Regions from separate parts of the Mus musculus genome. Here regions 1 and 3 are each linked to region 2. A link is a contact called in public ChIA-PET and promoter capture Hi-C data. All regions are on one chromosome and are shown on one strand. Each heading gives the region's core, a stretch centred on a gene start, on an enhancer-like site or on the middle of the called end of the contact. The rest is flanking DNA. Distances are from core to core; before and after follow the strand shown.

What was found. Promoter capture Hi-C pulls out the DNA fragments that hold promoters and counts their contacts. ChIA-PET counts read pairs in DNA pulled down with a chosen protein or histone mark.
Region 1: a promoter capture Hi-C map of pre-B cells shows a contact between it and region 2, with 2.1 times the contacts expected there. The contact joins the enhancer-like site here to the promoter of Hpgds in region 2. A contact is called at or near these places in 2 of 39 promoter capture datasets (pre-B cells and stem cell-derived epiblast-like cells) and 2 of 9 other capture datasets (liver and macrophages).
Region 3: an RNA polymerase II ChIA-PET map of memory CD8 T cells shows a contact between it and region 2, with 7 times the contacts expected there. The contact joins the enhancer-like site here to the promoter of Hpgds in region 2. A contact is called at or near these places in 10 of 39 promoter capture datasets (the 3T3-L1 cell line, 3T3-L1-derived adipocytes, HPC-7-derived erythroid cells and 6 more), 1 of 115 datasets of contacts at active chromatin or transcription factors (memory CD8 T cells) and 1 of 9 other capture datasets (liver).

What each region holds. Positions count from the first base shown.
Region 1 is chr6:66,927,448-66,931,789 of GRCm38.p6, reverse strand. All of the region lies in intron 2 of Gng12 (guanine nucleotide binding protein (G protein), gamma 12), which reads right to left. Among named protein-coding and RNA genes, the nearest start is that of 4930597O21Rik, 5.4 kb to the right of the region's middle. Within about 2 kb of position 2,354, at least 100 of the 459 cell types and tissues checked have an H3K27ac peak or open chromatin away from gene starts, as enhancers often do. A contact at or near this core is called in pre-B cells, where this site is marked.
Region 2 is chr6:65,142,836-65,147,255 of GRCm38.p6, reverse strand. Hpgds (hematopoietic prostaglandin D synthase) reads left to right here and starts at 2,526. Exons shown (of 6, transcript NM_019455.4): 1 at 2,526-2,583.
Region 3 is chr6:66,491,254-66,495,263 of GRCm38.p6, reverse strand. It overlaps the pseudogene Gm19764. Among named protein-coding and RNA genes, the nearest start is that of 2610300M13Rik, 27 kb to the right of the region's middle. Within about 2 kb of position 1,368, at least 23 of the 459 cell types and tissues checked have an H3K27ac peak or open chromatin away from gene starts, as enhancers often do. A contact at or near this core is called in memory CD8 T cells, where this site is marked.

The sequences.
Region 1 (4,342 bases), core at 1,105-3,604, 1.8 Mb before region 2:
GCCCGTAGTCTTAACCACTGAACCATCTCTCTAGCCCCTCACCTGTCTACTTCTTAAAGCATAATCTTTCTGGAGCTTTTAAAGGTGAGACTTTGGGATTCTTTCTTAAAAACAAGGCATTCTTTTAAAAAAATGTTTATTGTATTTATTTATTGTGGTGAAGAGGTACACTCATGCCCTAGCATGCATGTGGAGGTCAGGAACAACTTGAGGGACCACATAGGTTCTGAGAATCAAACTCACACCAGACATGGCAGAAAGTGCCTTTGCCCACTTAGCCATTTTGCTGGCCCCCAAACAAGATACTGTGTTGCGAGTGAGTCTTATACACTGTATATTCAAATGCTGATTCCTGTGTCCAGAGATCTAATGACACTAGCTAGCACCGTTATGATTATGGAACCATCTGCTATACCAGTGTTGTGTAAGTATCGGACTGGTTGATAAGAAGCTGGTCAGCCTATGGCTGGGCAGAGGAGATAGGAAGGCTGGACTGTGATCCCAGCCAGGGGTCCCATGGAGAAGGAGAGGAAGGATCATGAAGAAAAAAGAGAGAGACCCAGTGGAGAGACCAAGAGGTGGCCATAAGGCAGAGGGTCTAAGAGGAGTCTTAACAAAGCAGGTTGCCAAGGGATTCATCATGAGGACACACATGGAGCAGAGCAAACCAGGGGCAGACTCAGATTGAAGGTCAAGAACCATGTGGCTGAAAAACAGCCCTAGAGGATTAGAACAGCTCAGAACCTGCCTAGCCTAGGCTTACAGATTGTTAATAAACTTAATCTTTGTTTCATTCATTTGGGAGCTAACAGGAACAGATAAGGACTTTGTGATTAAATTACAGACTACAATATTCTTAATTTTGAATCACTTGAGAATTCACAGCACAGTTCAAAGATCTCATCACATGGTAACATTACATATAACATAAATAAAACACACAGATTTCCTGCCCAGTGACCTCCTCCATAAGCACAATGTAACAAATTATGCATGAGTCTTGGTGGACTTTTATTTATGAAGTGTCTTTAATGTTTACATGGTCTTGCATGTGATGCGTATCCTCTCTCACTGTTGGTCCTCTCTGTGATATGCTACCCTCTCTCAGCAGTGGTTCTGTCTGATGTGGACCCTCTAACCATATAGGAATGTAAGCTTTTGGGTAGTACGTCCAAAAGAAGATAGTAAATATGAATTACAAAAGAAACACATTGTTATTCAAGTTAATATGACCCCACAAAGCCTCTTTCTCTCTTCTTTTTTTCTTTTCTTTTTCCTTTCTTTCCTTTCATTTTCTTTTCTTTCTCTCCCTTCCTCCCTCCCTCCCTCCTTTTTTTTTTTTTTTTTTTTTAAATGATCAGAAATCTGGACTCCTGGGATATGAGCACAATTTAACTCTGAATAAATTCCAGGGTCTCTGCTACCTGGACTAGCCCAGGCAGTCAACATAAACTGAGGATGGGCGACTTTTTGAGGGACCCTCACACTCCTGTACTTTTCTGCAAAGCTTCAGTGCAAACACTCTCAAACGCCTGTCTGCCCTAATACTGTTGTACATTTTCTTCTCCTCCTCACGGGGCGTGGGTGAGTAATTAATCTGTTAATAGTTCTTTGGCCAGTTTTGATGTATTTCTGGCAATATTCAAGGTTAAAACATTTCAGACGCCTAACACAAACCTCCATACGTCTCCAATTCTTTCGTTCCTCTACCCAGAAAGGAAGGTGGTACGAGAGCCCTTTGCAGACTTGGGAGAGGGTGGGAAGAACACTGAGAGCAGGAGGGTGGAGGAGAGCTGAGACTCACGAGCTCACAGCAACCGTGGTTATCTGCTCATGACCTGCACAACACTGAATCCATCAACGTTCATGACGTCTCACTGTGCCCTGAGGAGCTAATGTGGTTAATGGTTGCCAGGAAAGGGGAAGTCATTTTCTTGAGTGCTACACCACTAGTAACTTGCCCGTGGTCTGGTAAATAACCAAGTGTGGTTACTTAAGCAACCCTAATTAAACTCTGTGAGACACTGAGTCACAAGCAGATTCTAAGACATGAAAGGGATGAGCAGCAGAAAGAAGAGGGCACAGGATAGGGTAAGAGAGGGTAAGGAGGTGAGTGTGGTCAAATACATACATGTTTAACAATGTGAAAGAATAAGTAAATGAAGATTAAAGTAAGGCAAGGACTGGAAGGCAGGCAGGCTCACAGGTACCGTTCTGGCAGAGAGTATCAGTACATGGTTAAATGAATCAGCATCACTTGTAACTTCAGCTCAGGAAAAGCCAATGCTCTCTTCTGGCCTTTGTGGGCACCCACGGACATGGCTACATTCATACTTTTTTTTTTAGCTTTTTTTTTTTTTTTTTTTTTTTTTTTTTAAAGGCAGGGGTAGGGATGAAAACTCTTACATATACAACAGAGAGTATTTTCCAGTGTTCCTCCTAGATTCAAAACCAATAGAATCCTCAGTTCAGGATTTGTAACTCCTGAACCCCTTAATAGGGTTATCAGAATCCCACAGAAAAATCCTGTCCATCTTTTGTTTTTCTTTTTCCCTCCACTGTTTTATGTGCAGTACCACTCCTGGTCACTGGGCAGACAGCTCCCAAAATGTTCCTGCTGACAAAGTCTGGGTTTCTGTGTAGGGATGCTGGGAGCTCTGGATGGGTGGCCAAGCTGAGGTCAATTCAATGAGACCTGAAGGGACACCTGGGGAGGACACAGGAAAGGATTCTGTGTCCTCAGCAAAATTAGGAGTGTATTACTGGTGCTTTAAAGCTGGCTGAAAGGCTGTGACAGCCATTTGGTGACCATGAGAAATTTAAAATTAAAAAGCAATGCAACCAAGGGGGTAAGTTAATGAGCCGAGACAAGCATGGACCTTTAATGACAGTAAAGAAACAGCTGCCTCCTTCATGATATAGCCCTTAACATTTCAAGGTCATGACTGGTCAGTTTGCTTTTCTGATATGTTTAGCCTTAATATTCATAAAATGGCAGGGCTTGCAGATTTAGGAACATTCACTTTATCGAACTTGCAACTGACAGGACAAATGTGACGTACTCAGGATGTATTTGTGCCATCTAATTCAGGAGCCTCTGGGCTCCCCCCCCCCCCCCCCCCCAGAGCAGCTGCTCCATCCACCAATCAATCAGGGTTGCCTTCTTTCATTTCCTTCTGCCAACAACTAAGTGCTGAACCAGTAATTTACAATGGACACTCCATCAGGCATAGAAGATACAAACACCTCAGGGGACACAAAACAACTATACCCATTTTAGAGACAAAGACACTGAGGTTCTTGGGGTCTAAATGTTTTCCTACATTAAAACTCTGTTTAACCTCTTTGGGATTCAACTATCTGAATGTTTTGCCTTATGCTTTTCACTGTGCAATATATGCCACATGTGTCTCACTGTGCTTCAAATGTTAGGCATTGCTTCAGTTGCCTAATTTACATGTAACAAGAAAAGTACACTGCCTTTTGATATTCTACAATTCAGGTGAAAAGCTAAGCCAACAGGCACTTAGCAGGGCAGGGTTTCTTTTACTGCCATTATAAGAAGAACTGGGAGCATGAGGACACAGGAAAAGGGCAATACACAATGAGGGAAGATGTAAAGACAGACCCATAGCGCCAACACAGGTTCCCACCTACATGAAAATATCAATCTGCATTCATAAGAACACCAGAATTCACGTTTGCAACTCAATAAAATAATGGAAACTGGCCCTTCTTTCTACTGCTTCTCTTTAGAGTCGTTATATTATCAATGTTGAAAATTTTTATGAACTATATGCTCACAATTAACATTTGACCAGTTTTAAAAGGCATGTCTTTGTGTCCTTGAAAACATGAATGCTCTCCTTTCTTCCTTATTATTATTATTATTACTTTTTGATCACGGTGCCTTCTTGACAAAATATATCCATTTATTTACAGACTAAACATGTATACTGCTCCTAATGTCTGAAGGCCTCCCAAGAACGAACGCTGTGTGGAACCATACATTACTGTACTACAGATGCAGGTATGTTAGGCTCCATCCCACAGCGTCATGTGCCTCGCCTTGCTGGGCTGGCATGCCAACTATTTCTTCATCCTTCTCTTGGTTAATTCTGGCTAATTCAAGAAGTTCTAAACTTAGATGCAACAGTAACAACAGAAACGGTGCTATTTCCTGAGTATTCTACCACAATGCAGTCACACTGGTAAGTACTTTCCTGTGAATCCCATTTCAACCTGGTCTTACAGTGTAATCCCAAAGTATACAGACCAGAAGGCAGGCACTGAACATGTTTGCTGGCTGCATGATAATTTAACTTGGGTACCTTTCATGTCC
Region 2 (4,420 bases), core at 1,277-3,776:
TCAGAATTACATCTTTTGAGGGTACCAGAACAGGGTTAATCCAGAAATTGTACTTATTGCTTAGTCTTTCCTCCCACAGAGCATGATGAAGTGATATAGAAATGACATAAATTGATTCTGGAACAATCTTGAAAATTAATTTGACTTATTCTATTTCAGTATTTTTATGTCCCTATACATAAAAAGAATATACATGAAATCTTGCAAGTTAGAAAGAGGTATCTGGATACTTCTTCATCTCTAAGTGCTGCTTTAATAAGCTCTGGTCCGTTGTGTGCCACAGTCAAGGCTGTGCATAATGCTTTATGGAGATGGGGAGCTAACACAGGCCAGGACTGTGCTCAGTCCACAGCCTACAGGGAGCACTCAACATTTCAGCGAATTTATATGACTTTTACTTGTATTGTTCTTCACAGTGTCTGAGGAGGTAGACAAAGAAAACAGTATAATCACTTTTTTGAAATCTGGAAAAATAGACAATAATTCGTTTTCCATACATTTAGCCACTCAGTTAGTTTAGAAATTGAAACAAATACAGTTGGCCTTGCTGACTCCTCCATCCCAAGTTTGAATATTTCATCAGGCCAAGTTTTAGTTTCCTAAGTAACTGATTATGGTAGAAAACTAAATAAAAGATACCCAAGCTGACAAAGGAAACTTTGTGGATTTCCTCTGTAGACCTTTCTTCCCCAGCAACTCAGAGGCCACAAATGGAGGAGCAAGTGGGTTTAAATACTTCCTCTTTATCAACATAAAGGGAAAATGATGCGTGGGCTGATTTAAAATAAGATCCAGTGGAAGAGAAGCCCCCATGAAACATTGGTGAAGGATAATCTGGTCCTGATGTTGATCTCGTCCAGCTACAACCCTACCGTCGTTCATTTTGCAGCTGATTTTACACAGTTTTCAGTGAGAGCCTTTATCACTGTGTCCATTAACCTCACCTCAGACAGCATCTATTTCGCTTCTTGTAATGAGCAGAAAAGAGGCTGTACCCGTGTCTTCTTAAACTTTTTACAAATTAGTATTTATATTATTTACATTTATATAATTTTTATATTTATATTATGTATATTTATATTTTTCTCATTTATCATTGGAGGTTTTTTGTTTTCTTTTTCAAAGTAAAAAGAAGCTCGTTTGAAATGGATCTTATGACATGGTTGATAAGAGTTGCCCCTAGACCCAGATATAGCTGTCTCTTGTGAGACTATGCCGGGGCCTAGCAAACACAGAAGTGGATGATCACAGTCAGCTATTGGATGGGTCACACGGCCCCCAATGGAGGAGCTAGAGAAATTACCCAAGGAGCTAAAGGGAACTGCAACCCTATAGGTGGAACAACATTATGAACTAACCAGTACCCTGGAGCTCTTGACTATAGCTGCATATGTATCAAAAGATGGCCTAGTTGGCCATCACTGCAAAGAGAGGCCCATTGGACTTGCAAACTGTATATGCCCCAGTACAGGGGAACCCCAGGGCCAAAACGGGGGAGTGGGTGGGTAGTGGATTGGGGGGGTGGGTATGGCGGACTTTTGGGATAGCATTGAAAATGTAAACGAGGAAAATACCTAATAAAAATAAAATTAAATTAAAAAAAAAAAAGAGTTGCCCCTAGGTATGATTGTTCTGGGGACATGAAAAGCACCGTGTGGTTTCAATGTCTCATTGGGTAACTTCCAGATTTCAGGATGCACAGGCAGATATTTTATTGGACATTTTCAGTAAGCTGTGCTAATATTATCACTGAAATTAAACTTGTGTTATAATTTAAAGCTGATAGATATGAGTTCCTACTAGAAAAAGGTACTCTCATGGAGTATTTGAATCTTGTACACTAAGACTCTTTCAAACTGTGGACCTCTTCCAAGAAATGAGTGTAAACAGAACTCAAGCAACCATGCAAATGTAGTCTTTAAAAGTCTGACCCATGCCGAAATGCTAAGAGCGTTCAGCCATCAGATAGAGATCAGGGTCTATGTGACATGTCCAACAATCCTGTAGAAGGGAGAAAGCTCAAAAGAGGGAACATTGAAGCACTGGATGTTACAGACACTGCTTGTGTGAGGGCAGGGACCAAACAAATAAATCATGCAGTGAGGGACGTCATGATGAAGAGCAAACGGTGAGCAAACGGTGCGTGTGCTGGGGGTGGACGCGGGTGAGAAGGCACGGGGCAAAGGCGTCTCCAGGGAGACTGGGAAATGAAGTAAGACACTTTTGTCTCTGTAAGAAAACGTGACAGGGCTTGTTTTCTCATTCCCCAGAAGTCTGTGGTGTAAGACTAAGAATAAAGAGCTTGTAGCAATCTGTACACACAAGCACCTGTGACTGCGACTTTACTCTTTATGCAAATACGTTGGACTAATGTAGAGAGCTTGTGAAATGATGACAAAAGCTACCCAGAGCTCTTTACAGGCTGAACTTTGGACTCGTGCATCTCATGTGAGAAAGGCAGGAAGGCTTTTAGGTGGAGGAAGTGGCCTCTGGCTGTCTTGTGACTGCCACTCATCACAGAAACCACTGTACAGACAGGAACTGAGACACGGAGACACGGCACAGGAAAGGCTCTCTGCATAGGTAAGTGACACGAACTCTTTCTTCTTTCTGTTTGATTCTCCCCGTCTTCCCCAGCTTGAGACTGTTCGGTGGTCTATATGTTCCATCTTAACAGCGTCAGCTCACTCCAGGCTTTCATACACACATGGTCACGTAGAAATCGGATGACAACCTGTAAGAGCTGTGGATCCAAAAGCTTCTAGAAATTCCCTGAGCATCACCACCCCTGAAGGAAAAAGAAAATCCCATCTTGATCATCCTTGATAACATCTTTAGAACTCTCTTGGTAACTTTCTTTAGAATGTAAAGCAGTATAAATTTTCATTTATGCCCCTTCAACCCTGTATACGTGTGCACACACATGCATGTGAGTGTGCGCGTGCTCTGTGTGTGTGTGTGTGTGTGTGTGTGTGTGTGTGTGTGTGTGCGTGTGTGTGTGTGTGTGTGTGTCCGGGGGCTTTTTTTGCATCACATTCTATCATGTTAAGGCATATTTGGTTGAAATGTGTCTATGCTTGTCCAAGAATTGCTTCCTTCACCATTTGACAGTAGAGATAGTTTAAAAGATTTACTTCAGTTCAGATGGTTGAACTTAACAATCCTAAAGAGCAGTGTAGCTACTCCCTGTGCTCAGGTGTTAACATAAAGCAAGCCTCGAAAGTGGCATTTCTCTGGGGGTTTTTGATAGAAAATAGAGATCCCAGTTCACTGATTCAAAATTAAGCATCCAGTGTTTGAAATGAGCAACTTAGCAAATAAAGTGTCATCTATTTCTTTTTTGATCTACATTTTTTACTCCCTACCAGTAAATTGTCCAGGTCTGAACTAAAACTCCCCTCCCCCCTTGCACTATGAAATCGTGAAATCCTGTACGCTCCATCCCCTAGTTGTTAGGAGCAGTGGCTTCTGTTAGGAGATGCCAGCATGGGCAAGATGTCCAACATGGACAAGATGTCCTGTGAACAGTAGCTCCTCAGCTGCTCTCTGCATCCAGCTCCTGCATTTTAAAATACCAGACTCTACACAAATAGAGGTGCAAACAGTGTGCCGTGTCCACCACATGTGGGGTGGGGTTAAGACTGTCGGCAAGACCAGGGATGCTTCCAGTTGTGTACTCCAGACTCAAGCTATTGCAGAATTGCTGGACATGTGAAAAGAACGTGGCAGGGAACCCCAAGTATCTCTGAGTTCCAGATATCTTTTATTGAAGTGCGAGAGTTCAGTTAGGCCACTGGTGTTAAATAAATTATAAAATTGGGGTTGCAACTAGCCATCGGTGATGACTCTTTCTGCCAGAGAATTGGCTTTGGATTTCTATCATCTTTTAGACATACAGACTACAAATATTATACTATTTTTAACTTTATTACTTTAATCAAAATAGCACAACTGCCTAATCAGACTTAAGTGATCTTACCACAATTCACATTCTATTAATATTTACATTAAAGGTGTCCCTGTTGACCACTCCCACATATTTCTTATGATCAACTGAAATATCGATATTATGAAAAGTAAAAATTGATACAAACCTAATAGAGTGGAAGCACAAAAGACAGACTGCTTCTAAAAAAGCACCATTAACCTATGTGAAATGTCTCCCCACAAGGTTAGTAAATACTAAGAATTTAATCTTACCGTGGCTAGAAGTCTATTTAAGCTCATGTGTTGCCCAAGGCCTTTTCTGCTCAGCCATGTGCTGAGGAAATGCTCATGTTATTTTCCAAATATCTACCTACTCAATCAGAAACTTTGCATGACTTCCCTTGGAGTGTTAAGAAAGAAGATAAACTTTTTTGTTCTCTTCGGGGTAAACGCTATTTTCTCTATGTGACATTCTTACAACAGCATGGGAGAG
Region 3 (4,010 bases), core at 119-2,618, 1.3 Mb before region 2:
AGAGAAGCATCCTGTCATGGTTAGGCATGATCACTCTCCCCTAGATGGAAGTCATTATGAAACACACAGAACGTGGATTTCTTGTCAGTCCCTGCTCTGTGGCTCAGGCAGAGAAGTGTGCTGTAGTGACAGATTATGAGCATATCTGAGACACTTTCAAGAAAGCCTCAGATGATTGAGTTTTATGTTTCAAACAGCCCCACCTTGGTAAGAAAGAATAGCCTGAAGGTTTTGAATCTGGGTTGCTTTTATGTGTAAATTGGTATGGTACAGTCTGACTACTCTTAAGTTGTCACTAGAAATTATAGCTTAAGGTTTCTTTAAAGCCCATGATCTCTGCCAGGTTTAACAATACCCGAGTCATCTGGTGGCATAGGAGGCATTCAAAGTTCCTTTCAGTGGGGCCATTTTACATCTGAAGTCTAACTTGTAACGTCTTCACTCTCTCTAGTACAATGACATTTATGAGTAACAGCAAGCAGCCACAGGAAGCAGCAATGATGATCAGTAGTAAATCCACCTCTCTGACAACAAAAATAGTGACGTCATTGCCATATTAGTCTTATGAAGAAGAACATGCCGGGGTCTATACCTTTTCTACAGAAAGCAACCAAAGAAATTACTTTAGAAATAGACCCTAGGGCTGTAGACTGGGAGAGATCAAGCAATGTAGCTAATATTTCAAGGACCAGGGGGCAGTTCAGGAAGCTCTATAATGAAAAATAAAGAAATTGATATATAACAGTGACATTTAGTGTCTTTCCAAAATGGTTAAAGCCAACACTCTTAGCAGACTAAGGGGCCTACAGGTCGACATGGCCTGTCATAGGAAAATGTCACAGGCTGCGAGGCTGAAACAACCTAAATTTATTATCCCATTGTCATGGAGGCTAGAAGTGCAGATTAAGATCCAGCAGTGGCCGTTTCTGAGGATGATGCACATCTGGGCCTGAAGAGACTATTTCTAGCCGTCCTTATGTTAGGCAGGTGGACATCTTTAGTGTCTCTTCCTCTGTAATGACTCAGTTGCATCTGATAAATCTCCACCTTAATCAATAAGGGCAGGATATGGACGTAGGTAAGGCAGATTTAGAGTGAGCATTCTTCTCCTTGGGTCAAAGATGGAGATGTTCCTGGTCTTATTTCAGTTGAAGGCTAGAAATGCCGGGAGGATTTCTGGCCTCTGAATCCTGGACTAAGTTCTAAGTGATTTTAGGCTTACCTCTCTAGAATGGGGGATGTTAGAGTAGCCTTTGAGATCCCTGAAGCTTTAAACTCTGCTTTCCATTTCCCTCATAACACAAGAAAGGGGAACATCCTTTGTACTCTTTTAGATCTGGTCAACAGAGTGGTAATTCTGGTCTTGAGCAAAGACGTGTACATTTCCTCCCAGAAGCCCTCAGTGCAGCTACTCACAGAGCTGCTGCTGTGCAGCTGTGCTAAGTCTGACTGCTTTTTTTTGTTGTTGTTGTTTTTGTTTTTTCAAGACAGGGTTTCTCTGTGTAGCCCTGGCTGTCCTGGAACTCACTTTGTACACCAGGCTGGCCTCGAATTCAAAAATCCGCCTGCTTCTGCCTCCCAAGTGCTGGGATTAAAGGCGTGCACCACCACCGCCCAGCTCTGACTGCTTTTCTGAGTTAGGATTTTTTTTTTTATACTTTGAAAAAGTCTGTTTCTTAAACTGGCCAAAGTTCAAGTATGGCTTCTCTGGTACTTTGGGCTTTCTCACTCTTTCTCTCTTTAGGCTACCTCCACCTCTCCCCCTGCCTTTGCTGAGTAGTTGCTTGCTCTAGGTAGCTGCTTGAAGATGCCCAGTGCTGAATATCCTGTTCTAACACAAAAGGCATGGCATTTTCCATTTCTCCTCTCCTTATCCCAGTAGCTTCTTTACGCTGGTTTTTTTTTCTCTTAGATTTGAATAAAATTGTCTATGAGCTTCCTATTAAGTTGTTTTAAAATTCTTTTATCAATGAGACTAAAAGCCAAGTGAGGAGACCCCAGTTTCCCTAGTAGCATAGGGCCAGTGGTTTTGGGTGAGAAAATTATACAGAATAGTTTTATTTATTTATTTTTTAGATTTATTTACTTATTTCATATATGTGAGTATACCATCACTGTCTTCAGACACAACAGATGGGTTGCCCATTACAAATGCTTGTGAGTCACCATGTGGTTGCTGGGAATTGAACTCAGGACCTCTGGAAGAGCAGTCAGTGCTCTTACCCACTGAGCCATCTTTCCAGCCTTACAGAATAGTTTTACTAAATCCATATCAAAAATGATAATCTGAAAATATAAGAATTCCACTTTTTATTATTGTCCTGGCTTATTTGGTCATAGCCTATGCCATTCTCAGAAGAATTTTCTCCTTAGCAATTATTTTTAAACTTGTAATATATGTGTCTTACTTAGATTTTAAGTATTCAACATGTTTAAATTACCAAAATAATGTATCTTAAAACATAAAATAGAAATACCATGGGAAATATGTGCTAGGATATTTATATATGGAAACTTTGATTACCAGGTTACAAAAGACTGAAATTTCATTTGCTTATAGTCTATAATAACCATTTATGTTTATGTTCCTACTGGTTTAATATCTTCTCCTGACCCATTACATTCAGAGCCTGAGGTTTGTTTGTTTGTTTGTTTGTTTGTTTGTTTTTTAAACAAAGTCTTGATATTTGCCAGATGGAATTAGAAGTTGTTCTGGTCTAATTCTAATTGTCATAACCCACTTCACAATTCCATTATGGATGAGGTCATTAGTGAATAACATCATTCTCACTTGTTCCTAGACTGTAACAACGAAAAAGGCTTCTTTTCAGAATTAGTGCAGGACAGAGTTCCTAAATATCTCTCTCTCTCTCTCTCTCTCTCTCTCTCTCTCTCTCTCTCTCTCTTTCTCGCACACGCATGTGCACACAGACATATGTTTGTACATACAAACACAAACTATACAAGTTGAGTTGAAAACATTTGACTGGAGGAATGTCTATGTTGTGGGTGGTTATGAAATGCCACAGGCTTTAGGAAATAGTGAGCTGTGTAAAAGATTGGCCAGCAGAAAAGGAACAGGTCACCAAGAGTCACTGAATGAATTCTGCAGAGTTCAAAGCATTTAGCATCTCTTTTGCATTATTTACTCCTTCAGGTTCCTTGCAAGCTCCTTCAAGGAATTGTGCAGGAAGCTGCTGCTGTCCATTGAAAGAATAATTATATATGAGAGTCCTCCAATTCCCCTGCATTTATTTAGTCATACTACCAAATACTCAACAAACATTTATAATATACATCATGTAGAATAGTATCAGCCCTGGGGATAAAATCAGGAAGAGTTAAGTAATAATTTATATATAAAAAGCCATTAAAAACCTGACTCAGTACATTCATTGCTTTTCTGAGAAAGTGATGTTGAGTGTGTGTCTTAGTTTTACTGATTTTGTTATGGATATATCATAGGTACATAAATATATCATAGAGCATTTGAAGAAATTGCTATTGATATATCTGATAGACTATATTCCTTTGTCTCTCTGTCTGTCTGTCTCTGTCTCTCTGTCTCTGTTTCTTTCTGTCTCTCTGTCTCTTTCTCTGTCTCTCTGTCTCTGTCTCTGTCTCTCTCTCTCTGTCTCTTTCTCTCTCTCTCTCTCTCCCCTCTATCATCTCTCTGTCTGTCTACCTACCTACCTATCTACCTAGCTATATCTTGTCAACTTGACCCAAGCCAGGATCATCTAGAAAGAGGAAACATCATTTGAGAAAATGTCATTGTTGTGTTTTATAAAATGTTTTGTAGAGCATGGTTTTGGTGATGTGGGAGGGGTGCCTTGGTGGGCTCATGCCATACAACGGGTATAGTATAGAATAGAGTTTACTTAAGGCATGGGAAGGGGATTTGAGAGGGGAGTAGAGACAGAGAGAAGGAGGGGCCAAATATCTCCTTTTATTTTGAGCCAGGCTTACCTGACTGTTGCCAGATAACTGTTGGGAAGAGCCTAGAAGAA